Regions from separate parts of the Mus musculus genome. Here all the other regions are linked to region 1. Evidence: chromatin contacts called from public Hi-C and HiChIP or PLAC-seq data. All regions are on one chromosome and are shown on one strand. Each heading gives the region's core, a stretch centred on a gene start, on an enhancer-like site or on the middle of the called end of the contact. The rest is flanking DNA. Distances are from core to core; before and after follow the strand shown.

What was found. Hi-C and Micro-C count contacts between places; a contact is called where the count stands out from the background. HiChIP or PLAC-seq counts read pairs in DNA pulled down with a chosen protein or histone mark.
Region 2: a Hi-C map of the N1E-115 cell line shows a contact between it and region 1, with 3 times the contacts expected there. The contact joins the promoter of Gtf3c3 here to the promoter of Ankrd44 in region 1. A contact is called at or near these places in 1 of 484 Hi-C or Micro-C datasets (the N1E-115 cell line) and 2 of 115 datasets of contacts at active chromatin or transcription factors (embryonic stem cells and stem cell-derived neural progenitor cells).
Region 3: a contact with region 1 is called in an H3K4me3 HiChIP or PLAC-seq map of forebrain, with 5 times the contacts expected there. The contact joins the enhancer-like site here to the promoter of Ankrd44 in region 1. A contact is called at or near these places in 2 of 39 promoter capture datasets (cranial neural crest and pre-B cells), 10 of 115 datasets of contacts at active chromatin or transcription factors (the 230-238 cell line, bone marrow-derived macrophages, craniofacial prominence and 5 more) and 3 of 9 other capture datasets (adipose tissue, embryonic stem cells and liver).
Region 4: a contact with region 1 is called in a FOXA1 HiChIP or PLAC-seq map of pancreatic cancer cells. The contact joins the enhancer-like site here to the promoter of Ankrd44 in region 1. A contact is called at or near these places in 4 of 115 datasets of contacts at active chromatin or transcription factors (bone marrow-derived macrophages, embryonic hindbrain, pancreatic cancer cells and 1 more).
Region 5: an H3K4me3 HiChIP or PLAC-seq map of embryonic forebrain shows a contact between it and region 1, with 2.2 times the contacts expected there. The contact joins the enhancer-like site here to the promoter of Ankrd44 in region 1. A contact is called at or near these places in 9 of 39 promoter capture datasets (the 3T3-L1 cell line, the C10 cell line, the HPC-7 cell line and 5 more), 2 of 15 datasets of contacts at CTCF or cohesin (both in the NIH/3T3 cell line), 4 of 484 Hi-C or Micro-C datasets (the C10 cell line, CD8 T cells, female germline stem cells and 1 more), 13 of 115 datasets of contacts at active chromatin or transcription factors (the 230-238 cell line, the SCID.adh cell line, bone marrow-derived macrophages and 8 more) and 5 of 9 other capture datasets (adipose tissue, embryonic stem cells, liver and 2 more).

Annotation. Positions count from the first base shown.
Region 1 is chr1:54,923,390-54,929,404 of GRCm38.p6, reverse strand. Ankrd44 (ankyrin repeat domain 44) reads left to right here and starts at 3,018. Exons shown (of 28, transcript NM_001081433.3): 1 at 3,018-3,265. The coding sequence starts at 3,239.
Region 2 is chr1:54,435,931-54,441,945 of GRCm38.p6, reverse strand. It overlaps Gtf3c3 (general transcription factor IIIC, polypeptide 3), which reads left to right and starts at 2,920. Exons shown (of 18, transcript NM_001033194.3): 1 at 2,920-3,133; 2 at 4,003-4,114. The coding sequence starts at 3,032.
Region 3 is chr1:54,576,237-54,582,251 of GRCm38.p6, reverse strand. No RefSeq gene overlaps it. Among named protein-coding and RNA genes, the nearest start is that of Pgap1, 22 kb to the right of the region's middle. Within about 2 kb of position 3,466, at least 28 of the 459 cell types and tissues checked have an H3K27ac peak or open chromatin away from gene starts, as enhancers often do. A contact at or near this core is called in forebrain, where this site is marked.
Region 4 is chr1:54,609,001-54,615,015 of GRCm38.p6, reverse strand. No RefSeq gene overlaps it. Among named protein-coding and RNA genes, the nearest start is that of Pgap1, 54 kb to the right of the region's middle. Within about 2 kb of position 2,930, at least 15 of the 459 cell types and tissues checked have an H3K27ac peak or open chromatin away from gene starts, as enhancers often do. A contact at or near this core is called in pancreatic cancer cells, where this site is marked.
Region 5 is chr1:54,637,583-54,643,597 of GRCm38.p6, reverse strand. No RefSeq gene overlaps it. Among named protein-coding and RNA genes, the nearest start is that of 4930444A19Rik, 41 kb to the left of the region's middle. Within about 2 kb of position 3,262, at least 23 of the 459 cell types and tissues checked have an H3K27ac peak or open chromatin away from gene starts, as enhancers often do. A contact at or near this core is called in embryonic forebrain, where this site is marked.

The sequences.
Region 1 (6,015 bases), core at 1,769-4,268:
TTTTTTCCTGAGGTGGGATCTGTTGTTTCTATGCTGTGTGTTCTGGGCTAGCTGGCCTAGTCTCCTGTCTTCACCCGGCTTGATTACCATGGCCATTCTTGGATTACTTTGTGTCACATCTGGCTTGCTATGTGGGTTCAGGGAATCAAACTGGTACTTTTCAGGCTCACAGGGCAAATGTTTCTACCTAGAGAGTCAGCTCATGGCTGTTTTTGGTTTGAAACAAGGTCAGGCTGGCTTTAAACTTGATGTAGCTGAGATGACCTTGAACTCCTGACCTAGTCTACAGTAATGAGATTGTGGGCTCTCTGATCTTGACATTTGAGTTGCTAAACTGCACATTTGGATTGTACTACACATTGTGCTCTTGACCACAATGTATCCATAATGTTACTGCTTAGTCTTCTAGCAGGGTTGGGGCGTATGTATCATTTAGTTGTTGAACTATTCAGCATTTCTTTTTCACTTCTTACCTAATTAAAGCAGGATATTGAATTTTAAAATAAATTTGTGTAAGTAGATAATGTTATGCTTGAATTTCCATTCAGGAAAGTGAAGGCAATGCTAAAGCACTATTAATTATTTCTATGAGAGGAAATGTCTGGTAGGGTTACAGCCTGCTGTGGCGGCTCACACTTGGGATGTAGAAATAGGAGGAGAGAGAGTTCAAGGCCAGATTGCCAGCATTATAGCAAGAGACTAACTCAGAAAAAGAGGGGGTAGGGGGGTAGGGGGACTGACTCTGACTCAAGAACTCATGCATATGCATGTCCACGGTGACCTAAAGCAGATCTTGAGTGAATCTGTCAACGTACATAATTTTTTATCTCTCTTTATAAATATGCTTATATCTAGCCAGGGAATTCCCTGTCCATTTGCTTACAAATCTATGTAAGATACTAGTAAGTTGATGAAAGGCAGCATGAAGAGGTGCTTCACACAAGCAGCAAGCCACCGAGAAGGGTCTTAGGAGCAGCAACTTTGGAGTATGTGTGTCTGCTTCTCACTGGTGGCCGCAGAGACCCTGGATGGTGCTTCCTTGGGCCCCCTTTACTGCAGGAGTAGAATCACAGTGTCTAGGATAGGTAGGAGTAGCTTTGGGATTTAGCTGCTTCACCAGCCAGAGTGGGTTGAGGATAAAGGCCAGGATGCTACCTGACTGCTGGAGCTCCCTTCTCCTATGAGATCTTCGTTGAGGCACTGACAATGGGGAAGAAGAAACCTACAGCTGGTTTGTGAGTGAACTATAGAGGCAGGTGTGGGGCAGGCATTTGATCTTAACCAGGCCCTTTGTAGTTCTGATTTGTTGTTCAACAGTCCCGAAGGTCCTGCTAGGGGTACCAGTGGCTTCTTGGGTGTGGGCTATCTCTCACTTCCCTGCTTAACTTTCTTCTCTAGGTCTCAGCTTTCCCCTCTTTCAGGAAGCCTGCCCTTAGCCACTGGTCTAGTCTGGTCTTTTTTTTTTGTTGTTGTTTGTTTTGTTTTGTTTTGTTTTTTTGAGACAGGGTTTCTCTGTGTAGCCCTGGCTGTCCTGGAACTCACTTTGTAGACCAGGCTGGCCTCGAGCTCAGAAATCTGCCTGCCTCTGTCTCCCGAGTGCTGGGATTAAAGGCATGCGCCACCACGCCCAGCTTAGTCTGGTCTTTTGCTTCCTAAATACTTCTCCTTATGATCCTTTATTTCGGTTTGGAATTATATTAATCTGCAATGCCTATCTGGTTTATATGAGTGCCCTTTGAGAGTAGGCACCTGTCTTACTTACGGGCTCTAGTGTGACAAAAAAAGGAAAAGTGACCAAAAACAACTTGAGGAAGAAAGAATTTGTTTGTACTTCCGCTTCCACATCACAGTTCATCACTGAAGGAAGACAGGGCAGTAACGCAAGGCAGGAACCTGGAAGCAGGAACTGAAGCACATGCCAGGAAGAAGTGCTGCTTACTGGCTTGGTGCTCATGGCTTGCTCAGTCTGCTTTATTATACACCCAAGATTACCCCTACCCAGGGTGACACAACTCACAGAGAGCTGACCCCGACCACATTAATCATCAGTTTTTCTTAATTAATTTTCTTAATGCCCCTACCAGCTTGCTCACGGGTCAATCTGGTGGGAGCCTTTTTAAAAAACAAACAAACAAACAAACAAACAAACAAACAAACCTGAGGCTCCCTCTTCTCAAATGACTGTAGCCCGTGTCAAGTAGAGGTAAAAACTAGCCAGCAGAATATCTTACCTGCTTATGCTCCATTTCTCTCCATGCCCAGTCACTGCCGGAATTTATAAGTGCTTTTCCAGATCGCAGAAATACCAACACTTACTACGGATTGCTACCTCTGTATTAGAAGCCTAATCTGTCGGACAGCTGTCTTCTGTGTGTGTAGGGTGGAAAGTGGGCAGCATGCAACTTACTCTTGTAGGAATAAATCAGCTAGGACTTATTTAATGCAGTAATTTAGTAGGACTCTTTTTTTCCTACTCAGTTTCACCTTCAGTCCCAAGCCTAGGCTACCAAGTTAGGGTAGTGTGTGGTTTAACTAGGAGGTGACCGGAGGGTCACAGCTCCCGTTCCCACCGCTATATGTTTAGAGAAACCCTGGACTCAACAACGCATCCATGGCCTCCTTATATTAAACAAAGAGACTGTCAGCCCAGCGCCTAGGTGGCAGAAATTCGGAGCGCCGGAGCAATCTGATTAGGGAAGAGGTTTAGGGAAAGGGGGTGTGACACAGTCTGCAGGGTGAAAGTTGGTGGCCTGTGAGTAGCAAGCTTTCTGGACCCCTGGGGTGTGTCGGCGAGGGATTGCCCATCGGTGGCGTGCGCGTGGGTGGGATTGCTGGGGAGGGTCAGCGTCAGGCCCCCTCCCCTTTCGGCTGGCTCCTGGCGGAGCGGGGTGCAGGTGTGGGAGGGCGCCGGGGCCGAGGGCTGCGAGGAGCCGCCGCGGGCGGCAGGAGGCAGCGTCGGCCCGGGCGGCGCGAGGCAGCGCGCGGTGATGTCAGTGGCGGCCCGGCTGGCAGCGGCCGGCACTTCCTGTATAAAGGCGGGCGGGCCGGGCTGCGACTCCCGCGAGCCGGGGCTGGGCTCTGAGAGGCAGGCGGCGGCGGCCGAGCAGTGGCGGGGCTGTCACCTTCGCGAGCCCAGCTCCTGGAGCTTTCCCGGGCCGTCCCTTCCGCGTCCCCGGGCTCCCGGCGTTGACATCTGCGGAGCGGAGAGCTGTATGTGCGCGCGCGCGGGAAAGGAAGAATGGCAGTGCTCAAACTCTGCGAGCAGGTAGGGGCGGCGGGGAGCGGAGAAGGGGGCGCGGCGGGCGCCGAGCGAGCGGAGCGCGCCCCGGGCTGTTTACGCGCAGCCTTTGAGCGTGCACGGCCTGCCGCGGGGCTCGGCTCCCGCGCAGTCTCCGCCCTGGGCCGTCGCAAGTGCGCGTTCGCGGCCGGAGAGGGTCGGCGAGATGCGGGAGTGGCCGCCGGACGCGGGGAACGCGGGTCGCAGCCGCACCGGGAGAGGGGAGCCTCGGACTGCGTCGTGCACTCAGGAGCAGTCAGCCTGGGGGTGCTCGGGGGAAGGCTGCCCGTGGGCTCAGGAGGAGGAAGGTGGACGGCGGGAGAGAGGATCTCAGCCTCGCAGCCCCGCTTCCCCAGACCTCTCCCGCGTCAGGCAAGAGACTGGCCGGGATCCCCGCTCCCGTGCAATAGGCTATCTTCATCGGTTGGATAGGACACCCCGACTTCCTCTTTAGTTGCCCAGGGGCTGGGTGTGGGATGTGGGATTGAGGGTGCAGAGAGACGCGAGCTCTCGGCCCAGGTCTCCGAATAGGAGATGGAGTCAGGTCCCAGGCTGAGCTCGCAGGCGCTGGTGCCCCTCAGCTTTGTTGCTTTTTTGACGGAGACATCACACCCGGCAGCCCCAGAGTTCAGCTTGAAGCCATGAAATTATTTATTGAATCCGATTGACAGTCTTTGCTACAGGTCTGGACATTGACACACACGGGAAGTCCAACTAAATTGCCTGAAACACAAAACAAAACAAAACAAAACCTCACAATTCTTTACATGAAAAGGGGGGAAACGTCCCGGTTTATGCATCTACACTGAAATGAACATTGTTTTGGGGGCCTGGTAAGCGAAGAGGCGATCTTGACTTTGATACATGGTGTCAAACAGGCCAGTCCCCTCTATTAAGCACCTCCAACTTCTTAATAGGTTGCATCTGGCGTCTTGCTAGTTAGAATTCAGCCAGAATATTCTGCAACTTAAATGCAACCTTTGCGGTAGTGAGCCACAATGGTTTGTTTTGCCCCTTTAGATTAAATTTACTTCAGCTTGCTTTCCTTAAGTATTTACAGCCCCGCTTTCTTCCCCTCCCCGCCTTGGTTCAGAAGTCACTGAGTTAAAAACTCTGTTAAATTTAGCAGGGAGAGCAGCTGTTAATTGTGTGAACCTGTCCCTCCTCGTTGGCTACTGAGCATTTAAAGTGCTTGTAAATTGATATTAGGATTTTCTCTACCCTTTGTTTCCAATTTTTGCCAACTGTTAGACATCTGCTTATTTTAAGTCTTATGCTGTATTGTGTCCAGAGTCCTGTCAACGATGATGGTACACATTCCCCTACTTTGTTAATTCCTAAGTCTGCAGAGTCGAGTAGAACAACACGGTGCTAGTAGGCATTGGTATGTTAGACATAGGAAAGCATTCGGTGTAGAATTTTACTTAGAAAGATGCTAATCATTTATCCCGAGTTCCTTATTTTCTAAGTAAAACAGCTGACTGGGAAAAGCAAGAGTCTTCCTCAGGAGCCTCAGCTGTCTGCTGGCGGTGTCCACCTCCCAGGCTGCTCTGGAGGCCCTGAGATATCTCTTCTTCCTTTCAGCAGATGTGGTGAGGCAGGGCATGAAGGAGCTTCTTCCCCCAAACACCCCAGCCCTGGTGAAGGGGGTATCACTGGGCTTTGGGGGCACAGAAAGTTATTCTCCGGCTTCTCAGAGCAAGGGTTTCAAAGATGTTTGTCTTTGGAAATCTTTCTAAACACACCCGCTTTGTTCTGTTTGTAAACTTCACTTGCCATCAGGGGAGAAAGAGGTAAAACCTTCATTTGACTCCATCTCCTGACATATAGAAAGAGCCAAGGAGTTCTGTGATCCAGGAACACCTAAAAACCACCAGTCTATCTTGGGACAAAGCCAGAGGAAGATGGGGTGTGGTGGTGGTAGGGTGGGGTGGGGTGCAGTGGTGAGCAAGGATGGTTTCTGTGTTTCTTTAGGTCCAGGAAGTGTGTTCTTCTTGCCTTATATAGTCTTACTTTTTGTTTGAATCTTACTTCTTAGAAGTTGGCTTTTAACCTCAGCTACTCATGCTAACAACCTGTGGATTAAACTCCTCCCAGAAGAGCTTTGCCCCATCACTGTGGGTGGGGAGGCACCTGCATGGAATCCCTGCTTCAGCTTGAGGTGGATCAGCTTGCTCTCTCCCCAGGGATGCTGTGACCATCTCCTCATCCTTCTCTGGTCTGTTCAATGGCCTGTTTGGAAGGCGGATCTTGAGTTTTTTGGCCACAGCTCTTTGATTTTTGGTTTGAGGACACATTCCGGCTGCTGATAACTTGGATGTAGTCGCAGTGAGAGGTTATCATCAATGACTTTTTCTGTCCTACTGACACTGAAGGCTGGAACTGGCTGGGTGGCTGTGGTCATCACTTTGACAGCCAATTCTTCATTGACCTCTGAGTCCAGCAAGAGAAGGGTTATGATTTTTTTCTAACTTGTTTTGGGAAAATTAAAAAGTCAGGGGGAAGGGAGAGGCTGCTGTGGTTTTTAGTCTTCTACTGTGAAAAGGAACTGGGAGCTTGTGCGCCGAACAAGCCTGACACTTAGCACTTCTGCATTTGTCTGTCTGTCCTCTTGCTATTGTTTTTCTTTCTGGAAGTATGTTGGGGACCGTTCTCCCCCCCCACCCCCCAGGACTGAGGGGTTTCCCAGCATGTGATGGTAAAGCTGGGACAATTCCTAGCAACTGGAGGAATTGGTT
Region 2 (6,015 bases), core at 1,671-4,170, 490 kb after region 1:
TGTTCCTCAGACACTGCAGTTTGAACATCCTTCAACTCCACTCTATCATTTTGCTAACCAGAACCTCTCCACACACATTTCTAAAGCCCACGGGGAAGAGAACAAGTGCGCAGGAGGCTCAGAGTTGAAGTGTTTCCTCTAATGGAAGCAAATGTACTTTAAGAGCCACAGACTGTCAAGAGTCCCTTGGTGCTGCTCTATATAGGTCTTCGGCAGCCTTCCCACCCTTTGAACCTTGTCAGTGAGAATTCTATTTCCAAGATGTGGCCTGTTGTCCTGTGTTCTGAATCTAGTGCAGCCAAGGGTTTCTGAGAGCACTGAGATTTTATTCTACTTCTATTCTATTCTATTCTATTCTACCCTTCTAAATTTTCATCAGTCCTTGCAGGCCATGAGATTCCAGATCAGAGACAACTGTCCACTGACTCAGGTGTGGCAGGAAACATGACTCATACTCCCACTGGGTTCTCAGTCATGATTTACTGAAGGAGGCATTCGAACATGGACCCACGGGTGTTGGACACTCTCCTCTTATTATGAGATTGCCAGGGGAAACAGATCCAACAGGCCTTAGAGGGAAATAGTATCTTTATTATAGAGATTAGAAAACAAATCTAGGCCAGCTGCCCACCCATTGAACCCTGTGCTCAAGAGGAAGAGGCAGGTGACTCTCTGAAAGTTCAAGACCAGCCTGGTTTACATAGTAAGTTCCAGGGCAGTCAGGATGGGAGAGAGAGAGAGAGAGAGAGAGAGAGAGAGAGAGAGAGAGAGAGAGAGAGAGAGAGAGAGAGAGAGAGAAACCCTATCTCAAAAAAGAAAAGAGAAGTCATGCTTCCTTGTCCTATAATGAGAAATCTGCTTTCATGTTTTTTGATTTACAAAGATGAAATTCAGGAGAAAAGGACTCGCAAGCTTCCAGAAGAACTTTCTAGAAGAGTGAGAGACTCATGGAAAAATGGTTGCCCCAGGAGCATCACAAGTCTTCCTGAACAGAGTCACCTCTCTGTACTCTTTTAATTCAGTTGTCATGGCATAAGTTAGATCTTCTGCTTCCTTAGCCTTTCCATGTTGAGACTCAAAAATTAGTCTGAAAGACCAAAATGTTTCTTCTTAGTATTTTCATCATTGCTGTATCAATTTGGCTTCATCTCAAGGTAATATGGCTGTCTGACTCACCAATGGACGAATCATTGCAAGGAACTAGAAAATGAAGAACCCCTTAAAATTTAAGACATTCTGCTGTATTCTGACCTAAGAAAGAAAAGAAAAAGAACCCCCCCCAAAAACCCCCAAATTCCTCCCATGTCTGGGAGATGATCTTTAGCAGAACATATCTCCTCCCACCCCTGTTCACAAACCCCTTTCTCTTTACTTTGTATCTGCATCTGTTGGCTTGTTATTCTCATTTTCCCAGGAGCCAACAGTAACAGAAACCAGCCTAAACATTTGGGTCTCAGCAGAGTGTTTTCCTTTCCAGATAGCCATACTCACTTTCTCTTTCCCGCTTTGAGTGAGTCTGGAAACAGACATAGAGTCTTCCGCACAGTTCCCCAACTCCCTGAAGACTTCAGGGGAGTAATCCTCATAGTTGTTTCTGGGGATAACATCAACACACTCCGTCTGCTCATGTATGTTTTCACGCCTGTGTAAGATCCCTCCTCAGGAGAAACGCAGTGACTGAGATAGTTTTCTGCTATCTGGTAGTCCTGCTCTTGCAGGTCTTGACCTCTGATTCTGCAACCCTGCTACAGATCTCCTTAGCTTGGATTATCATAAAGATGATCAAAGATAGACTCTCGTCTTTGGACCCAGGACTATGCTGAGCTCAACTTTGCCCAAAGTTCCAAAGGCTCTTGTAGTTTCATCTAACTTTACTCACAAATGTGTTTTGAATACATGTTATTAGGTTAGTCAGGTTTATAATAATGACACATAAACTAATGTCTTTGATGTTTATAGGTAATGTCTCTAGAAAAAGAAATAGTTATAATACAAGATAAAATGCAAATCACAAGAGCTCCTAGGAGTTGAAAATAATCTCTCTCTCTCTCTCTCTCCCTCTCTCTCTCTCTCTCTCTCTCTCTCACTCACTCACTTTGACCCCTCTCTTCCATCTCTCTCCCCTCAAGTCCCACCTCAAGTCTTTCCACTTCAGGTGTTGCCCTTTTTCATGTTACAAGTGTTCTATTACCCTCCCCACACCTCTCCCTTTTTTTCCTCTCATAGGTTCCTAAGGATTATTTTGAGAGATGTATGTAACAGATATACAGTAGACGCCCTATGGGAAGAGTTAGAATCCCTTTAAAAGTTTGAGAGCAGCCGAGCGTGGTGGGGCACGCCTTTAATCCCAGCACTCGGGAGGCAGAGGCAGGCGGATTTCTGAGTTCGAGGCCAGCCTGGTCTACAAAGTGAGTTCCAGGACAGCCAGGGCTACACAGAGAAACCCTGTCTCGAAAAACAAAAAACAAAACAAAACAACAACAAAAAAGTTTATGAATACTTGGGACATAAAAGTTGATTGACATTAGAGATAGAAACCCAGGCAAACGCTCTGCCACTGTGCTGCATCCCCAGATCAAAAGTCTCCTGTAGAGATGGTTCAGTGGTTAAGAACACTGACTGCTCTTCCGGAGGTCCTAAGTACAATTCCCAGCAACCACATTGTGGCTCACAGCCATCTGTAATGGGATCTGATGCCTTCTTCTGGTGTGTCTGAAGACAGTGTACTCCTATACATAAAATAAGCAAGCAAGCAAACAAACAAACTAATACATACATCTTTAAAAAAAAAAAAGGCTCCTCTAGCTGGTAGTTTAAGGGAGTCTGGCGCTTGAAAGATGCATTTGGACACTCCCTTGCCTGTGGGAAGAGGCCTGGGGCCTAGAGCGCAGGCGGAACCAGAGTGCGCGGCCGCGGCGCAGGCCGGGAAGGTTTCTAGGGCGGACGCTGGTCCGGTCTCTCCTAGGCGTCCTACAGAGCCTGGGAGTGCTGCAGCTTCCCTGGCCCGCTGCGCAGCGTCGGCCCTGCAGACATGTCGGGGTTCAGCCCGGAACTTATCGACTACCTGGAAGGGAAAATCTCCTTTGAAGAGTTCGAAAGGCGGAGAGAAGAGAGAAAAACCCGAGAGAAGAAAGTGAGCCGCTGGGCCCCCGGTGCTCCTCGGTCTTGTTTTCCCCGAAACCGAGTCGTGGGTTGCCCAGGGTGGGCCCGGGATCCAGCAGCTTTCACCTCTTCCAAAATTTCCGATTTTCACTCCCACCCGAGTACTCAGAGCCTCTAAAGACATCTCCCCACCCGAAAGCCAGCCTTGGTGGGCGCTAACCTCCCCCGACCCCCTAATACCTGTTAAGTCGATGAGCCAGACAGGGTGATCTGATTAGTTCTAAACCTATCTTGCAACTAGGTTGTGACGGTGGTGGGAACCAGGCCTTTTGTTTTTGTGGTCTGTATAGGGGTCTTGGGGATCAAACTTCAGGGCCTCCAGCCTGCTGGACAAAGCTCCCCATCGCAAAGCTACATGCACCCCTGGTGCGCCTATTTTTGAGGAGTCTCCGTGTAATTTTTTTTCTTAGACATAAAAGTAAACCTAACTAACCAGATAGTGAGGATATCTGTTACTTTTTCAAATTTTAATAAAGATCTGAACTTTAAATAGTTTCTCATTTGTTTGAAGGCCAAGGGACCAACATAAAGATCTCTTGACCCTTTTGAAGTTAGCTAATGATTTCTTTCTTGACTCATAGACTTCTATGAACCCTATGGTTTATTTAAAGTCTTAGATTGATGACATTAAAATATTTAAAATCATTCCACTTGTATTTGCAAATGACTTACATAAACTAAAGACTTAAGTACATTGGAACACTTTGAAACTATTCAAATTTAGATTCCACGTATCATAGGGGAGGGTCAACTTTTATAAAGATAAGGCAAATGCCCTATTCAAGGCTGAGAGAATTAAATCTGAATTAGTTTTTGGAACTGTTTAATTCCCAATCACAGAGTGTTCAGGAAAAAGGAAAATCATCACCCAAAGAAAACCCAGATGACTCCGAAGTTCCATCCTCATCAGGAATTGACTCTGCCAAATCCCAGGACAAAGACGCCAATGAAGGTATGTTACTGCTGGCTTTAAATGAGCACTTAAGTAAAATGATTTGATAAAAACACTATTTGCTTTTTACTTTTTATTGCTTTTATGTTTATTGTAATAACATTCTATTTTTGTTTGTTGGTTTGTTTTTCATGACAGGCTTTTTCTGTGTAGCCCTGGCTGTCCTGGAACTCACTCTGTAGACCAGGCTGGCCTCGAACTCAGAAATTCTGCCTCTGCCTCCCAAGTGCTGGGATTAAAGGTGTGTGCCACCACTGCCTGGCTCAGTATTCTATTTTTATCACCTGGTTTATCAGTGTTTGCTACAAAGTAGCATAATATTTATTTTTTTAAAAAAAAAATCATTGTACAAGCATAATGGTTGTTTAGGGTTTCTTTATTTTCATTTTCTAAATTGGCCTTCTCTCTTTTTTTTTTAGATTTATTTATTTATTTTATGTATATGAGTACACTATAGCTGTACAGATGGTTGTGAGCCTTCATGTGGTTGTTGGGAATTGAATTTTAGGACCTCTGCTAGCTCTGGTTGGCCCCGTGGCCCAAAGACTTATATATTATTATATATAAGTACAGTGTAGCTGACTTCAGATGCGCCAGAAGAGGGCGTCAGGTCTCATTACGGGTGGTTGTGAGCCACCATGTGGTTGCTGGGATTTGAACACAGGACCTTTGGAAGAACAGTCAGTGCTCTTACCTGCTGAGCCATCAGTGGGTTGGCCTTTTCAATGGGATACTTCTTCCAAGCTGTACCAAGTTATTCTACTATACAGACTTAGCTAGGTGGATGGGGCTTCACACACATCATAGGTCTCATTCTAGCAGACAGACTGATGCTTTTAGTCAAGATATACACTAGAGGCACCTAGGAAGGATCTTTTGGGCAGTAGGCATGTCTGTGGGGCATTTTCTTGATTGCTGTGGGAGGGCCCAGTAGTCCAGCCTACTGTGGGTGTTGCCACTTCTGGCCAGGTGGTCCTTGGTTGTCTAAGGAAACAGTCCTAGCAAACTTTGGAAACCAAGCCAGTGAGCAATGTTCCTCCATAGTCTCGGCTCCAGTTCCTACCTCCAGCTTCCTGCCTTGAGCTCTTGCCTTGGCTTCCCTGGCTGATGGACTGTAACCTTTAACCTAAATATGCCTTTTGTTTCTTAAGTTGGTTTTGGTTTCCATTTTGTCATAGCAACAGAAAGAAAATCAGAACACAGACCTTATCATATCCAGATATTATACTTGGTTAGTACATTCCAACTGATTAAACCCATTACACCCTAAATGAGCATCTCAATGAATATACATATTTATCAGTTTCCAGTAATTATATATTTTTCTTACCAGAATGCTCATCCTTACCATATCCATTTGCCCATATCAAACTACTTAAGATGCTGGTGTCAATTAGAACATAGCTCCATGTTTGGGAGCCTGGCTGGAGAGCTAAACTGAACTCTACTCTTGTTCCTGAGTTGGTGGATCATGTTGGAAGCAGAGGCAAGGAGACAGGGTTGAGCTTAGAATCTTTCAGGGAAGTGGGGCAGAAAAGGGGCTAAAGAAGTTCTGACAGCCTGTGAGTCCTTGCTTATCTGCTCAGGAGAAAGAGAGCTCTTCAATAAACAGTCTCTGGGGTTCAGTTATTACAGCAGTATTGTGGGGTGACTGCCAGCCTTATTGTTTAAGCCATGGGGAAAAATGGGGGCGGGGTGTTATAGGATAGGTTGAGTTCATTTCTGGTGCATGAGAACTGGCTGGCCTCAGCTAAAATTATCCCATCAGTCCTTTAGAGGCAAGATGTTCCCCGTTCCTTAGGAAGGATTGTCCTGGAACTCTTTGGAGCTACTTGGTAGTCTAAGCATGCACTCAGAATAGAAGAAAAGTCAGTTTTGTACATCTGGCAGAATCTACAAAT
Region 3 (6,015 bases), core at 2,217-4,716, 350 kb after region 1:
AGTCTGAATTTCTTGGAATGCCCTTCTGTGACTGACAGGACACAAGTAACTGGCCTTAGAAAACTGATTTATCAACGAAGCAACAATCTTTCTAGCAAGTTTCAGTCTGTTTCCATCTTCTTACCATTATGTCTTAAGCAGACATTTATCCTTCAAGTATAATGGAAGAATCTTTAATAACACTGTACTATTTAAGTATCTTTCCCCCATCAGTGGCTCATCTTCAGCATCAGGGTAAGACGTACGTATTTGAGTTACTATTACTATGGTCTTGGCCTATTGCTGTAACCAAATTATCTCTACTCAAATTGCCCTGGTGATGGCTGTACATGCTCCTTCCTACCCACCCCACACACGGCCTTATTTTTAATATGCCTTAAACAGCTCAATGGCTGAGCCCCTTCCAAATCTCCACACTGCTGATGTACTTTCTGAGAATCCCAACTCATCATTTACTAAACCCATATTCCATCTTGGCTGCCCCGGACCCAGGCGTGCAGCTCTCCTGGGCTATGATCTCTGACTCTTACATGATGATGAAAGAGTAATAAACTCAATGCTCCAAGGTATGCTAATCATAAAGCAGATAGTGACATTCCTTCCTCCACCCACCCGCTTCCTGGGTTCAAAGAGTGTTCATTCAAAGAAAGTCACCCTGACCCACCCTGACCACTACTGGAACCCACTATGCAAAGGTGCTATTGCTAGGGGCTCTTAGATTGTTAGGGACTCTTAGAAACTGTCTTGAGAGATAACCTGACACTTGTGACTTTGTACTTCCTTGTGACTCTTAACTGGTATTTTTGGTATTTTCCAACAACGCCCTTCCCACCTCCTTGAGTTGTGGTTCCTTCCTTTAAATACCCCCTTACTCAGCTACTCGGGGCGCCACAGTCCTCTACCCCTGTGTGGTGTATGACCGTGGGCCCGAGAGCGCTCTTGAATAAAAATCCTCTTGCAATTTGCAGCAAATCCGTTTCTCGTTGGTGATTTTGGGGTGTCGCCTCTCCTGAGTCAGAACGTGGGGGAGTCCTCACGTTGTGGGTCTTTCAATGACTGTACCCCTCAGGCCTGGCATGGCGACTCTCTCCTTTCTCCTTCCTCCTTCCTAGTCCCTTGCCTGGGAATACTAAAGTTCCGCCTCTGTCTCATGGCCCAGCCATTGGCTGCTGGCAACTTTATTTACCAATCAAAACTAATTGGGGTCAGGGATCCTCAGTGTCTTACATGAAGATTTTTGTGCAATTTTGGGGACCCAATTAACATAATATAAGCGTTAGACCAACTCCACAACATTGGCCCTTAAAGAGATAGCAAGATTGAAAATAAATTTAAAGCATTTATATTGCCTTAAATTTCCATAGAAGAAGGTTCTTTATCATATGTTTGAATATGCTCATAAAGTATATTAGGTAAGTATTTACGATGGCTCTCTTAATAAAGTTAGTTATAATACAATATCAAACAGTGTCACATTATTTTATATATGCAGTGACATATAGGACTTGGGTTAAATTCACCACATTTAGCCAAAATTTGAATTATAAGCCTGAAAGTTCTTTGCAAATCTCCCTGCAAGCCAGTTTTCTTGATTGATATAAATTCACATTGGCTAACATTAACATTTACAAAAAAAAAAAAAAAAAAGAGCATTGACTATGGAATGCTGAACTAGTTATCTCCTAGTTCGGGGGTTATTAATCATGGCCAACAGTCCAAATGTGGCTCATGCACATTTCTGTAAACAGAATGATATTGGCTCACAGCTGTCTTATTCGCTTGTCTCACCTGTATTGCTCTTTTCATGCTACAACGGCCGAGCAGCTTAGCTGGTAATAGAAGCTTTATGACCCACATGGCCAAAGACATTTATTATCTGTCCTGTGCAGAGAGAGACACTGCTGGTCCTTGACTTAGTCCAACTTTGTTAGCATAGAGATGAGTGAGCACGGCTGGAGCCTTCACCAGTACTTCCATGGCCCTCAAGTTCTGTGCTTTGCTGATGCATGGACATACGCTTTAACCCAAACCCATCATCTGTGTGCCTTCCCCATCGCAAGGCGAGCACATGCTTGCTTCACATATTGTTGGAATCTCCTTTTAACATAACCATATGTTACTGGTACTTTTTTAGCATAGAGTCTTTGATGTTAACTGAGCTAATTTTCTCAGCTCATATTCTGTTCTCAAAGACCTTTTCAAAAGCTGTTAGTATCGAAACTTGTTTGTAATATATTGGCCATTGAGATATTTTTAAATATTGCAAATTTTACATTTCATGGCAAGAGGCTCCAAATCTAGGGAAAACCTTTAAATAAAAGACTGAGTGTTAGTCTCCTCCTGGCTGCCTTCAGATCAAGGTGCAGAACTCTTGGCATCTCCAGCACCATGTCTGCATGCATGCTGCCATGCTTCCTGCCATGATAATGGACTGAACCTCTGAACCTGTAAGCCAGCCCCAATTAAATGTTGTCCTTATAAAAAAAAATACAGTATTACATAAATAAATTAGGAGATCAATTCAAAATACTTGTGTAGCATGTCCAATTACTTCCTTTATTGTGGCTTAGGTATAAAAAATGACCAGAAATCTCATACAGCACAGGCTTTTGCGAAGCTTGAATTGTTTGGAGGGTTAGCACACGAGCAGACTATAGACACACAGAAGACAACCAATGATGGCTGTGCTCTTCATTCTTCCCCACTAGGGATAGTGTCTGAATTTCACTATTTTCATCTGATATTAAAACCTCTTAAATGATATTTCCATTAAAGCACATTTTTTATTATGCATGTTACCCCCTCCCCAAATTCTCTGGTTTAACTAATTTTTTTTAATAGAGGAAAACTGCCTTTATAAAATACATAGCAATCCTGGATAACAAACAAAACAATGCTAAACCAAGCTTTTGAAAACTACAGAACCAAATATCTAGGGCTACCATTTTTGGCATCATAATTGTTATCTATAGTAGGTATAAATTCGTGGAACAAGGGGGTTATAATAGTATTTTTTTCCATTTTAATGGAAATCCAATTGTTTCCCCCTTGATAGCTCTCCTTTTTCCCCCATTCTATATGCTGTCTCATCTCTTTTTATACAACATTTCATGTCAGAAGTTTTTATCCTTTAATTATAAATTCACATTGCTTTCTTATATATTTCCAAGAAATATGAATATTGATAATGAATAATATATGCATCAGACAGAGGTTGAAGCACACCAGGACAGTCAGTAAGCTACACAGTGCTTTATACCCACAGGGTTCTCTTCACGCTTGTGGAGTATAGTTCTCTCTACAAGCCAACCAACCCACAACCCAAAAGATCCTATTTTCTACTTCGTTTTAACTGCGAGAGACAAAACAAACAGAAGTGAGTGTTGGTTCCCAGGCTGGGTTCTGCTGCCCGTTAGTGTGCAGCAGTGGCGGCAGAACGGGTAGAGAAGGGTAATCAGCTTGAAAATCCTTATTTTGTTTTTGATGATCTCCTCTCTGTTGCCATGGAAACCAAGCTAGCAGCCACACAGCTGCCAGAATTGCATTTTCTTGTTTTCTTTTAAAGCTTTAAAGCATCAAAGAAAAGGTGAGGTTTTATGATTGTAACTGTACGTTCTCACTTATTTTCAAATAAATTATAAACAAATATTTTTTTTATTATCTGCTGCATAGAAGGTGTGAGCGGTGGGTGTGAGAATGCTTTAAGAAGTGAGTAGACTATGTTAGTTCCTAAGACCTAATCTACTGATAGTGTATTTTTAAAAAGAAATCAAGCTTATTTTTAAAACCTGTAATAAAGCATTAAATCTAGCATAATTTAGTAAGATGAATTTTGAGAAACAACTTGATTTCCACACCAGGCAGGATTCTCTTTCTCTTCCTAAGTCTGGGTGTCATGGTGCTACTTTGTGTTGAGAAGAGAGTTATTGCTTCAACAAATAAATGAAAGTAAAAGAAGCTTTAAAAACAGCCTAAGAGGTTTTTCTGAGAGCTTGATATACTGATACATGTAATAAGTATTTTAATTGAGGGGTGGTTGTTAACTGATCAGATGAGCTCTTATGGAAACTCACACTAACTGATATGTAAAGGCTTACAGAGGAGCTGAGAAGGATGCTGAAGAGCCCTTGTCTAGCAAGCACAAAGTCCTGGGGTCTGGCAATTGGACCTTTTAAAATTGAGTTTGACAGCTTAGGACCCTGGTATTCAGAAGTGAGAGGCTCATGAGCTCAAGGCCACCCTTAGAGCTCAAGGTTAGCCTGAGATACCTGAGACCCTGTCTCAAAATGAAGAAAAACAAGATAAAATAACCCGATTTGAATATATTTAAAATACGCCATAGGCTTTCAGAAATAATTGATCAAATACAGTTTACCCAGAGGGAGAGAGAACACACACACACCAGAACAGAAAGTTCTAGAACTCAGGTCTCTAATCCTATGCTCCTTGTGTGTCCATTAATCTACCAGGTGACAAAACTTCAGCTTCACAGAACTCTGACATGCTCATCAGCTGCAACAACCCAGGCTGAAGGAAGCAAGCACTAGAAGGACACTCATTGTAATGGAGGAGGCTCTGACGGTCACATTCAAGGAGACGGAGAAGAAATCACCAACCTCACTTTCCAGAACATTGTCAGAACTAAGCGTCTTCTGAAAAATGTTCCCAAGGCCTCTTGGTACTTTGAACTGTGGGAATCTAACTGCATCTTTTTTTCTATCCACGGCCATCTGTCTAACCAGGAACTCATTCAGCCAAGGATTCAGTGGGCACTGCTTCAGCTCTGACAATAACACTGTGTACAGAATGTATCCGTGGGGACCCACTTTCCTGTGTCAGTTATACACTTCACTCCATGTTCATATCGCTAATACTTGTCAGGTGGCAGCTGATGAGCATGTCAGAGTTCTGTGAGACTGAGATAAATGAGACAGTCAATATTATGAAGCAACAAACCCCCAAGAGTGGCCCTGTTGGTAAAATGCTTGCTAGGAAAACACGCATAGCCAGGTTTGGATCTCTAGCACCCATGTTATCATGGCAATGCAGTTATGGTGTGTGTGAGTGTGTGTACCTGTGTGCATGTGGAGGTCAGAGGAGACATAAGGTGTCTTCCTCAGTTTCTCCCCACCTTACTCTCGAGACAAGGTTTTCATTGAACCTGGAGCTCCATAACCAGACTGACTGGCTCGTCACCAGGCCCCAGGACTGCTCTGTCTCGGCCGCCTCAGTGCAGGGATACCGGTATGCCTTACCACGATACCTCACCCACCCGATAACATGGGTGCTGGAGAACCAAACCTGGGTATGCGTGTTTGTGTAGCAAGCATTTTACCAACAGGGCCACTCTGGGGGTTTGTTGCTTCATAATATTGACTGTCTCATTTATCTCGGTCTCCATTACAAAGGTTGGCACAAATGGTCAATTAAATGTTTTGTGACCACATAAACTCTATCTTTGTTTTGGCCTTGATGAAAGACATACTGCAAAACAAACAAACACAAAAATCCATATTAGCTGAGGAGACCAGCAATATTGGGGAGCAATAGAGCAGAACGCCGCTGATGAGGTCTTCACTATTGATCAGGTCTTTATTGATTACAGTTCATTTCTCCAGCAGTAATCCCAAGCTGTCACGTTCTGAGTACCGAGTCTGTCAGCCCTTATTCCTAGCTTTGGAGTCCCTCCTCGGACACTCAGACCAGCCAGCTCAGGCTTTATTTTCTTCCCTGTTTTGTCTTGCAGAGAAAGATTTTCTCCTCCTATCCTCCTCGTCTGATGGCATGGCCTACCGCTCCATATCTGTCCTTTCATGAGTATCTTATAGTTCTTCTATAAAGGTGTTGAGCACAATACTTTCATACCAACAGAGAGCTGATTAGCAGATAGATAGGTGAGGAGTGGGGTGGTATGTGTTTAAAGCTTGTATTTAGAGTTTGTATTGAAAGTCTTAACATTCCATTCCTTGAAACACCTTACTCAGCCTCCTCTCCTCCCCTCACTACTCATTAAGT
Region 4 (6,015 bases), core at 1,681-4,180, 310 kb after region 1:
CTGATTGTTGTTTGTTTGTTAACTGGACAGGAGCTAGAGTTATCAGAGAAGAGAGACACAAGGAGAAAACGCCTCCTTAAGACTGGTTTGTAGGCAACACTGTAGGGCATTTCCTTAATTACTGATTGATATGGGAGGGCCCAGCCCGTTATGAGTGGTGCCAACCCTAGACAAGTGGCCCTAAGGTGTACAAGAAGGCTTAGTGAGCGAGATGTGGGGAGCATGCCAGGGAGCAGAACTTTCTTTCCAGTGGTCTCTGCTTCAGATCCTGCTTCCCGGGTCCTGCCTTAAGTTCCTGCCTTAAGTTCCTGTCCTGGCTTCCTTTCATGATGGATTGTGACCAGGCTGTGTAAGCTGAAATAACCTTTCCTCCACATTTGTTTTTGGTCACAGTCTTTATTATTGCAGTAGAAGCCTAATGGAGACGTGTGTGAGTGTGAGTGTGTGTGTGAGTATAAGCACTCATTTGACACAGTGTGTGTGGAGGTCAGAGGACGAGCTCGGGTATTAGTCCTTGCCTTCCACCTTGTATGAGGTTGGAGGCTTTTGTTGTTCATGTCTGCAGACACCAGGCTAGTTGGCCCCCCCACTTCTGAAATTCTTCTGTCTCCATCTCCTCTCTTGCTGTAGACAAGCTGAGCTTGCACGTGTGCACCCACACCTGCCTGCATTGAGTCTACACAGGTCCTGGGAGTCTGTGTTCCATCTCTCACACTTACTCACTTACTTAATCCATCTCTCCAGCCTGACAATATTTTTAAAGGAATTAAGAAGCACTTTTTTAGATCTCTCATCTAATATAATAAATATCAATAGGTATAACTCATGAACAAATATTCTTTAGGGCCCTTGATAATTTTTTACATAAATGTCAGGCAATTCTGAGACCAAAATGTTTGAGACTGAGTTCTATATATATAAATGTTAACTAAAGTGTGTTCTTTTTATGGTTGGCCCTTGAGATATTCTAATTCTGCCTTATTTTGTGGAATAATCAGTTGCCACATTTATTGAGTTTTTTCATACCTAACTGTGGTCACTGAAATGTACTCACAGGTACTTGTGTGGGTGCACATTTGAAGTGCGCACCAGCCAAGGTGCTGTCAGTGGTGCAGCACACACCTTCCCGTTCCCATTCACTTACCGTGTTCTTTCAGAAGCCGAAGGTTCTGCCAATGTCTGCAAGGAAGTAGTGCTTTGATTCGTTCAGGTGTTTCTCAAACTTTATTTGAATGCAATACTTTATCACCTGAAACCAAATCCCATGCTATGAAACATACTTTGAAAACTGTCATTCTGCCTGTTCCAAGATTGTTGCCCTGACTGTTGTGTCTGAGGCAGCACTATAATCACACTCCATGTCTCTTTGTTATCCTGACTGTTCTGTACCAGACGGTGCTATAATCACGCTTGGTGTCTCCTTTGGTTGTCCCTGGATATAACAAACGCTATAGAAGCTCAACATCTAGATCTAAATTCTCCTACTTGGCTAGCTCCCAGAAGGAATGTCCACCTATTGCTATGTATTCTTGTTGTGTTTTACAAAAAAGAAAAGGAAGCCAGGGATATGTTTGGTATAGGTGCAGAATGGTGCAGAAGATGGGGATGCCTCTGCGGGCCCATGCTGAGGTACTAGCCATATGACAGATATAGTATGGAATATAGTTTATTTAGGGCATGGGGAGGGGAATTGAGAGAGTAGTAGAGACAGAAAGGGAGAGAGAGAGAGAGAGAGAGAGAGAGAGAGAGAGAGAGAGAGAGAGAGAGAGAGAGGAGGCCAGCTATGAACATGTAGGGGGCGGGGGACGAGGAGAGAAGGGGCAGAGAGGGAAGAGAGCAAGAAAGCAAGAGAACAAGAGAGAGAGGAGGGGGCAAGTTGCCCCTTTTATAGTGAGTCAGGCATACCTGGCTGTTGCCAGGTAACCATGGGGTGGAACCTAGAAGGAATGCTAACATTCCAATCAATCGCTCTTCTGGTTATTTCTGCTCTTTCTATGTGTTTACCAGAGGGTTAGATATTTGAATTTCCTATGTAGAGTCTTGAGACTTCACCTTTGATGGGGAAACTGTAACTTTGAATAAATAACAGGATATAATAAGCATTGCTTTTAAAAGTTACTTTCAGAATAGCTGTAGATCCAGAAACAAACCACCACGGTCACAGGGAACCTCATACAAACCGCATCCAGTTTCTCCTGTTGGCAATCAATATTCTGATTTGTTCGCACACTCTGCTTATAAACTTCTGGTGTAAAATAAGCAGGTTCCTTTATTACTTTCTAATCAAGATAACAATATTGACCCGCTCTGTAAACCATATAGACTCCCACAGACCACCACAAGAATCATTATTCCAGGCTTCTCTCAGTAATGAGCTTAGACTTCACATCCTTAGCCTGAAGTCAGCCCACACTTACATACACCCAGAGGCTGAGCTGCTGGGCTGGCGCCTTAAACACCTGGAATGTGAAGAGGCGGAGCAGATTGAACCTCCTCAAGAAAGTCAAAGTCTCGTGGCCTTGCTCCCAGACAGGGCCAATATGACCGTTAATATTTATTGCCAACTTAACAGGAACTACAATTACCAAGGAGCCAAATGTCAGTGAGTTCATTGAGATGAGTAGGCCCACTTTAAATCTGGTGTCGCCATACCATGGGGTTCTGAATAAATAGAAATCAGCATCGGCATTTGTCGCTGCTCCCTTCATGGCTGTATGCGACGTGACCAGCTGCCTTAGCGCCTGCATCGTGGCTTACCCATAATAATGGGCTGTACCTACAAACTGTGAGCCGAAAACAGTTCCCTCCTTATATTTCTTTTGCCCCGCATGTTGACACTGCAAGGAGAAAAGTAGCTAATGTAGCCAGGGCCCCCGAGTCATGAACACATGATGCGCAGCTGTGAAGTGAAAGGTCAATGACTACACCCTGCAGAAGCCGGAAAAACTTGAAAGACAGGAAGAAGAACAGTGTGAATGAGATAGAGGAACACTGCTAACACAGTGAGCTGCTATGGATGAATTATGCATTCTTTATGAGAAATTACTGTATTAAAATCATATGTATATTGATTAATTTATATGCTGCTTTTTATTTTTCTCTCTTAAGAGTTTATGAATATTCATGAATATGCTGATGGTTGCATACATAAAAATAATCCTGAAAGACTGCAGCAAACTTTACTCAGTGGCTACTTCTGGGGTAGGAACTGGAACTGGGAGTAGGAAGGGGGAATGCTAGGGGCAGCTTCATCACTACAGTCCTACAGTATTTTAAAGAGTTATTTTAAAAGTTAAAAAAAAAAGACATAAGCAAAATAAAATTGAGAACTACTGAAAAGCCAATGTAAAAAATATTATAATCTTGTCACCACACCACTAGAAGAGTGGCATGAATTATTTTTTCCCATGACTCTCTCTCTTCCGTTTTAGATTTGCTTGCTTTTATTCTTGTATGTATGGGTGTTTACATGTACATTTTCTGCATAGGCCAGAAAAGAGTGTCACAGCCCCTGACACTAGAGTTAGAGACAGTTGTCAGCCACCATATGGGAATCAAACCTGGGTCTCCTGAAGACCAGCCACTGCTCTTAACCACTGAGCCATCTAACCACTTTCTCCCTCTCTCGTGAACAGTTTTAGATATAGAAAGGAGATATGCAGTAATGGTTTTTGCTTGGTGGCCTCGAACATCCTTCTGAACCTACTCAGAGACATCTCAGAGGTCCTCATGTTCTTTATCCGATTCAACAAGCATGGAATCTTGCCTTAAGATGGAGTCCAGGTTATCCACATAGGTCCTGGAGTAGCCATGAGACCTGCAGGCATGTGCTGGCTAGGGATTAACAGGACATATGATGGTGAAAAAACTCTGTGGTTGTAAGCAGCAGAGAATTTTGGAGCATAGCATAGTTCAGAGTGTCTTGACTGACAGGAAAGATAGATATTGCAGAGAATTTTGGAGCATAGCATAGTTCAGAGTGTCTTGACTGACAGGAAAGATAGATATTTGTGAGAATGTGTGTAAATGTAACTATATGTGGAGATATATATATATATATATGTGTGTGTGTGTGTGTGTGTGTGTGTGTGTGTGTGTGTGTGTATACATATATATATGCATATGTGTGTGTGTATGTTGCATTACTATGTATATGGGTTAATTTTGTATCATCATTTTGAGGCTTACTATTTTAATTTTAAAAATTTCCTATCTTGCAGGGCATAATGGTATACATCTTTAGTCCCAGCACTCAGGAGGCAGAGGCAGGTAGATATTTGTGAGTTTGAGGTCTACAGAGTGAGTTCCAGGACAGCAAGGGCTATAGAATGAAACCCTGTTTTGAAAAACAAAAAGTCCAAGGTGGTGAGAAAGCTCGGCAGGTAAAGGTGCTTGCCCCAGAAGCCTGATGGCCTAGTCAATCCCTGAAACTACATAAGGGAGAGGGAGAGAATACATTTACTCCTCAGACTCTCCCCACCCCCCTCTCTCTTACACACACACACACACACACACACACACACACACATACACACACACTCACACACACACACACACTCACACACACATGAGCATGCATGCACACACTCACACATAGACACACAAATGCATACACATGCATACACATGCATATGCACACTTGTATGTACATATATGCACACACACATACATAACACACATGCACACATGTACACATACATGCTTAAAGACAAGGTAGATGGCTCCTGAGGGATACCATCTGGGGTTGACCTGTGTGTGCACATGTGTACACACACATGTACCTGGATGTGTACTCGTTGTACACCCATGTGTGCATACATGTGTACATTTTCCCCATCTTGACACATAGTGTATAAAAAAGTAAAACGTAAAAACAAAATTCTAGGCCTTTAGGCCCAGGCTTGGGAATGTGACCTTTGTGACTCAATGCTCCAAGGTATGCTAATCATAAAACAGATAGCAACATTCCTCCACCCACCCGCTTCCTGGGTTCAAAGAGTGTTCATTTAAAGAATGTGCTATTGTTAGGGGCTCTTAGAAACTGTCTTGAGAGATAACCTGAACAATTACCAGGTATTCATTGTGACACTTGTGACTTTGCACTTCCTTGTAACTCTTAACTGGTATCTTTGGTATTTTCCAACCATGCCCTCCCCACTTCCTTGAGTTGTGGTTTCTTCCTTTAAATACCCCCTTACTCGGGCACCATACCCTTGCGTGGTGTATGACCGTGGGCTGGAGAGTGCTCTTGAATAAAAAAAAAAAAATCCTCTTGCAATTTGCAGCAAGACCGTTTCTTGTGGGTGATTTGGGGTGTCGCCTCTTCTGAGTCAGAACGTGGGGGAGTCCTCACGTTGAGGGTCTTTCAGTATGGATTTTTTTTTCTCCTTGTTTTTTGAGACAGGGTCTTTCTGACTGAACTCATGATCCTCCTGCCTCAGTCGTACAAGGCCTTGGAATACAGTCATGTGCTAATTTTTTTTTTGAAATTAATATTTTAATGGCTATGTGTCATTCTATTTCATAGTCTTAAACATAATATATTTATCTCCCATGGGCAGACATTTAGGTTGCTTCCACATTCGACTCATAAATAATCAGTAAAATATTCATCCATATCTCTCTACCTTAGGATACATTTCATCTTTAAGATAAATATGAAGACAGCAGATGATGGCTAAGTTGCCGAGTTGTTTCATGTCTATGATGTTCCCAGAATCAATAAGTTAGAACAGTTCAGCTGATAACCCACAGGCACACAGAGACGTTAAACTTCCTGCCAGTTTTAGTAGGTAGGATTAAAAACAAAACAAAACAAAACAAAACAAAACAAAAAACTCATTTCTTCCATTTCCCTTTGCGTCAGCAAATACAGGTTTGAGGCTTTTTAATTTTTTTTTAATACTTACGAATTTTCATTAAGGAACCAAGAATAAAACAAACAGTATTGATAAAACACAACTTTCTGCTTCTACCTACAGACTATGTTTTAGGCTATTCTGAGCTCTTATATTA
Region 5 (6,015 bases), core at 2,013-4,512, 290 kb after region 1:
AATGTAAAGACTTGTGGAGAAACACACCTATGGATTGCCTCGTTAGCACATCTCACTCTGAAGGCACATTGGCTGTGAAATGAGGAGCAGGAAATGGCTGTGCTGTTGGTTCATCCCCAAACTCTCAGGAAGTAGTTGGAAGTTTGTGGTTGGCCCAGTGACTGGGGGTGAAGATTTGGAGGGCCTATGAACAGCATTTACTGTTTGGAGACTCAGGGAGACCAAATATGCCATGCAGTTTGGTAACCTGTTGTTCAATATCTCACCCAAATGCCAGTGGTTCCTTACTCCTTGGCTCAGCCACTGACTCTCCTCTTGTTTCTCAATGACTCCTTCGTCATCTTAGAGCCTGTGAAATCGGTCATATTTCCGTATCTCCCCCAAGGAATAAAGAGGCTCTGATATGTGTTCCACCATAAGGAGAGTTTACATGAGAAGGTAATCTAAGGTCATGTACCCTGGTTGTTTCCCAAGAGACATTATAAGCAGGAGAGTGAACAAGAGGAAAGCATTGTGGCTTCAAGGTGAGTATCTAATAGGAGTGAGCACACTCATATGTGCACACATCCATATTTCTTGTCTTATGCAAGGATCATTGTATCTACTTTTTAGGTAGGAAAACTTCTTACAAAGATGGGAGCACATGGCCCAGTGCCAGAGAGTAAGGACTGGAAAGCCAACACTGTGTGTTCTACATACTGGTGGATACAGTCTCTATCTTTAAGTGACAACTGGAGTGTGTTTAAATGGAAGAAAGTTATGACTTTCAAAAGTAAAAATATGCAAGAATTTAAAGCACAAAAAGTGTACCTGCATACATTCACTTGAAACTGTTACCAATGGCATTTGTCTAGAGGGTATTTCCAGGTCTTGCTATTTTGTTCAGAGAACTAAGGTACACACAGATTTCACAACAGCAACATTCAGAAAATGCAAGTACAGAATAGATGCATTTCAAATGAACAAGAGGCTGTGAGTGAGATTTACTCAAGAGCACTGGGTGATACTTGTATAGTACAACAGGGAGAGGAGTTGGCTGCATAAGGATAAGACATGGCGATTTCATTGACAGGCTTACATAAGTCTTTGGTTACTGTGCATGCCCTTTCCCATGACACATCTGACTTTAATTTTACATACACCCACAGGCATAATATAGTAAATAAGGAAAGAAATCTCTAAAAGTTTAAAAGAACCAATTTGACTTTCTGCACATGCACCCCAAACCAGTTCAGGCTAGTTTGGCCTAGTTTCCTTACTTACAGGGTATGTTTAGGATGTGTTTAGAGAAGATCTGCATTGTTTAGAACTGGGTAAATGTGAAACTTGATGTAGGTATTGGGTCTCAGGTTGCTGAAGGTTTGTTTGTCAAGCCAAGTGGCATCCCATTTACTAAATTATCCCTGTGCTGGCCTGCCTCTGAAATCTCTGCGACTTTGAGAAGCTTCAGTTACTCGTAGTTCTTATTTTTTATTTTCTTATTCTTTTCTTTCCTTCTTTTTTAAAAGACAGATTCTCGCTGTGCAGCCCAGGCTGGTTGGTCTCGTACTCCCCATCCTCCTGCCTCAGCCTCCTGAGTGTTGGCATTACAGGTGGCATCATCATGCCTGGCATAAATGCCAGTCTTTCTTATTGTTTGGTTTCCTAAGAATGGCAAGCACTGAATTTGTGCTCTTAACCACAAGAAGTTGCCAACTATGGAAACAGCAGGCAGGGAAGACTATCATCAAAGAAATGCAGGTTTTCTACCTGTGAGGTACTTGAAGGTCAATGTAGATGGGGTAGGGGTTCATTTCTTGTTTGGCAACATGGAATCATCAGGAACTATTGAAAGAACACATGTGATAGAGTGGTGTTGTCAGCCATCCAAAAACCATGGACTGAGGAGAGAGAAAAGATGGAAGAAAGCAAAACAGGGAAAGTCCCTAGGAAGGGTTTGTAGAGGCTGTGAAGAATATTTTTATATAGGAAATATAGCATGATGGTGAAGGAGAGATCTACATGAGAGCAGGAAGGAATTTTGGATGGGACGGGAGATTTAGGCTTGGAAATAACTGTGGAGTAGGCTTCAGAACACTTAAGACTTAGAGCATGAACTTTAAATATACGACTATCCTTACAGACCTTTTAACCAGATGCCAGGATGCAGGCACAAGGTAATTTGAACGTAGAGTTTGAGCAGAGATAGAGCTTTGCCAGTTGAGCAGGCGGAGAGGAAGGCAGGTAGACTTCATTATGCCTAAAGGCCATAAATATTCCAACCCAGGTCAGTAGGCAAGCTAAAACACGAGGAGGTGATGCAGAGTTTTTAAAAGGGTACAATCAGTGGGATGGAGATGAAGTGCTGGAAGAGTTGTTGAGTTGTAGCACTAATTGGTGAGCTGGCTTTGGGACATTGGCCATGGGAGTGTGTGGTTGAGGGTGATTAAAGGAAATGCACTGGAGGGGGAGAGCCAAATCCTGGAGGACTCAAGGGAAGTGACAAGATGGCTCAGGTGGTGCAGGCTACCCAAGCTTGAGAAACCTGAGTTTGGATCCCTAGCACCCACATAAAAGATAGGTGTGATAGTATACATCTATAGCTCTAGAGGTGGGTAGATAGAGACAGGAGGATTCCCCAGACCTTTCTGGGAAGCCAGTCTAATCAATTGGTGAGCTCCGCACTCTGAGCTCAGGAAGAGACCCTGTCTCAGAAAACAAGGTAGAGACCTATTTAAAAAAAAAGAAAGAAAGAAAGAAAGAAAGAAAGAAAGAAAGAAAGAAAGAAAGAAAAGATACCTGATGTTGATCTCTGTCCTCTAAATGAACACAAACCTGTATATATATATGACACACATACACACTGTATACATGTAGACACAGAATTCTAATTATTAAAAATATTTTTTAAAATCCCAAAGAGGCACAATATGGCAAATGGCTCTTTGAGCACACCCAGTTTGAGCAAAATCGGTGAGAAAGTCAGGCTACACTGAAGCATGTACTAGTCAGGTACTTTACTCAAGTACACACACTCAAACCTGACATTGTCACACTGGAGACTGCTTTCAGGATTAAGCTGAAGCTCTTAAAGGGAAAGGGGTCATATTTCTGCTAAAAAGAAAGAAAAAAGTAGCCCTTGTCTACGACGCAATAGCAGGTTTTAAAGATCATATGTTTTAACCTAAATGTGTTTTTCAGGCTCCTCAAAAAACATGACAGATGGCTGAGAGCTGTGGAAGAACAAAAGAGTATGCAGATCTGACAAGCACGTTAGAGATAATAGTGAAAGATGGAACCCTTCCCAGGGGCCCTCATAGGGAACAAAGGACTAACAGCACTGGAACTCAGTGAAGCTCTTGAACTGAAAACTAAACGGGCTTTAAAATAATGGTTTGTTTTTTTTTTAAAGACATTAACTTCTAACTGAAAAAAATAATATGGGTTCTAATTCCTTTGGATTTTTTTTTTCCTTCAGAAATTGTTTTACTTCCAATTCTGTGGTTTTATTTTACATGTATTTCAGGTCTGAGATTTATCCTGACTTACTGTGTTATGACTTAAAACCTGTAACGATTCTGCCACAGGACCATTACCTATTAATTCATTGACTCTCTGCTGAAATTCATTCACAGGAGGCTACTCCTCTGCATGTAAATTTTGATCAGGCTGCCAGGCACATTTTGTTTTGGCATTGAGGCTAAAGCCACTGATAAAGGGCCCAGTTGGTGCCATCTGGGAGCTTGCTTTGTGATGTCACAGCTGACACTAGAAATTAGATTGAGAAAACCAATTAATTTCTCACAATGTATTTCAGGTATTGAAAACGAAAAGCCTTTGAAAAGTGCTAACAATCGGTCCTAGAGATAAAAGCATTTATCCTAGTGTGTATTAGTGGCCTACCCTCACCAGCCCTGCCACCGCCTCACGGTCTGAGCATGAGGTGAATGATGCAGTACAGGAGACAATCTCACTAAACGTCACTTGTGATGAGAACTTTTGTGCCACAAATGAAAAAAAATCACCTTATTAAACTGCTTACTGCCTTTCAGTTGGAACAAATCCTAAACAGTTAACACACTCTGGGCTCCTACAGTGTTGAATACCTTAGATACAAGAGCTTATTGTCTCCACGAAGATATGGCTGCCTAGTGACAAATTTGGCCTCAAACATTGTCAAATGGATTTAAAAACATCTGTACCCTTGGGTCTTCTATATGTGGAATACAAACTCCTTTCTGTAGCCTTTTTTTGTTTTAAAATGAACACTATCATATGACTTAGCCTCTGGGTCAGTATATAGGAGGGATCAGGAATGACTCCCCAAAGCTGATGTGCATAAAGGCTTGGCCACATCCTGTGGCACTAGTAGGAGGCTGTTGACCATGGAGGAGGCGGGGCATAGTGGGTACTCATCCCTTAAAGGGGATGATGGGGGCCCTAGTCATTCTCATTTTTCTTTTCCAATCCTGGCCATGTGTGAGCATGAACTCTGTCACGTGGACCCATCATGATGTGATGCCCACCCAAAGCAAAGGGACCAATTAATCTTAGACTGAATTCTCTAAAATGCTGAGTCAAAAGGAGCACCTTTGAGAAACAGCTGAAAAAAATGTTCAACATCCTTAATCATCAGGGAAATGCAAATCAAAACAACCCTGAGATTCTACCTCACATCAGTCAGGATGGCTAAGATCAAAATTTCAGGTGACAGCAGATGCTGGTGAGGATGTGGAGAAAGAGGAACACTCCTCCATTGTTGGTGGGATTGCAAGCTGATACAACCACTCTGGAAATCAGTCTGTCAGTTCCTCAGAAAATTGGACATGGTACTACTGGAAGATCCAGCAATACCTCTCCTGGGCACATACCCAGAAGATGTTCCAACTTGTAATAAGGACACATGCTCCACTATATTCATAGCAGCCTTATTTATAATAGCCAGAAGCTAGAAAGAACCCAGATGTTTCTCAACAGAAGAATGGATACAGAAAATGTGGTACATTTACACAATGGAGTACTACTCAGCAATTAAAACAATGAATTCATGAAATTCTTAGGCAAATGGATACATCTGGAGGATATCATCCTGAGTGAGGTAACCCAATCACAAAAGAACACTCATGATATGCACTCATTGATAAGTGGATATTAACCCAGAAACTTAGAATACCCAAGATACAATTCTCAAAACACATGAAACTCAAGAAGAAGGAAGACCAAAGTGTGGATACTTCATTCCTTCTTAGAATGGGGGGAAAATATCCATGGAAGGAGTTACAGAGACAAAGTTCTGAGCTGAGATGGAAGGAAGGACCATCCAGAGACTGCTCCACCTGGGGATCCATACCATATACAACCACCAAACCCAGACACTATTGCATATGCCAGCAAGATTTTCCCAACAGGACCCAGATATAGTTGTCTCTTATGAGGCTATGCCAGTGCCTGGCAAATACAGAAGTGGATGCTCACAGTCATCTATTGGATGGAACACAGAGCCCCTAAAGAAGAGGCTAGAGAAAGTACCCAAGGAGCTAAAGAGGTCTGCAACCCTATAGGAGGAAAAATAATATGAACTAACCAGTACCCACACCCCCCCCCAGAACTGTGTCTCTAGTTGCATATGTAGCAGAGGATGGCCTAGTCGGCCATCAATGGGAGGAGAGAGGCCCTTGGTCTTTCGAAGATTATATGCCCCAGTACATGGGAATGCCAGGGCCAGGAAGCAGGAGTAGGTGGGTTGGGGAGCAGGGTAGGGGGAGGGTATAGGGAACTTTCTTGGGATAGCATTTGAAATGTAAATGAAGAAAATATCTAATTAAAAAAAATGAAGTGTTTAAAAAAAAAGAAAAAAAACATTTAGGGGAACCGTATAGAGTGCCTCTTGTCTTCTATATGAAGAAAGAGTCTTTAAACCAGAAACAAAGGGTACTGACATTGGAGAAAAGCTGTTAACTCATCTAAGTCACTTGAATGAGGGGGGAAAGTCTCCGAGTAAATCTGAGATGAATTCTAACATACTAAATGAACAAA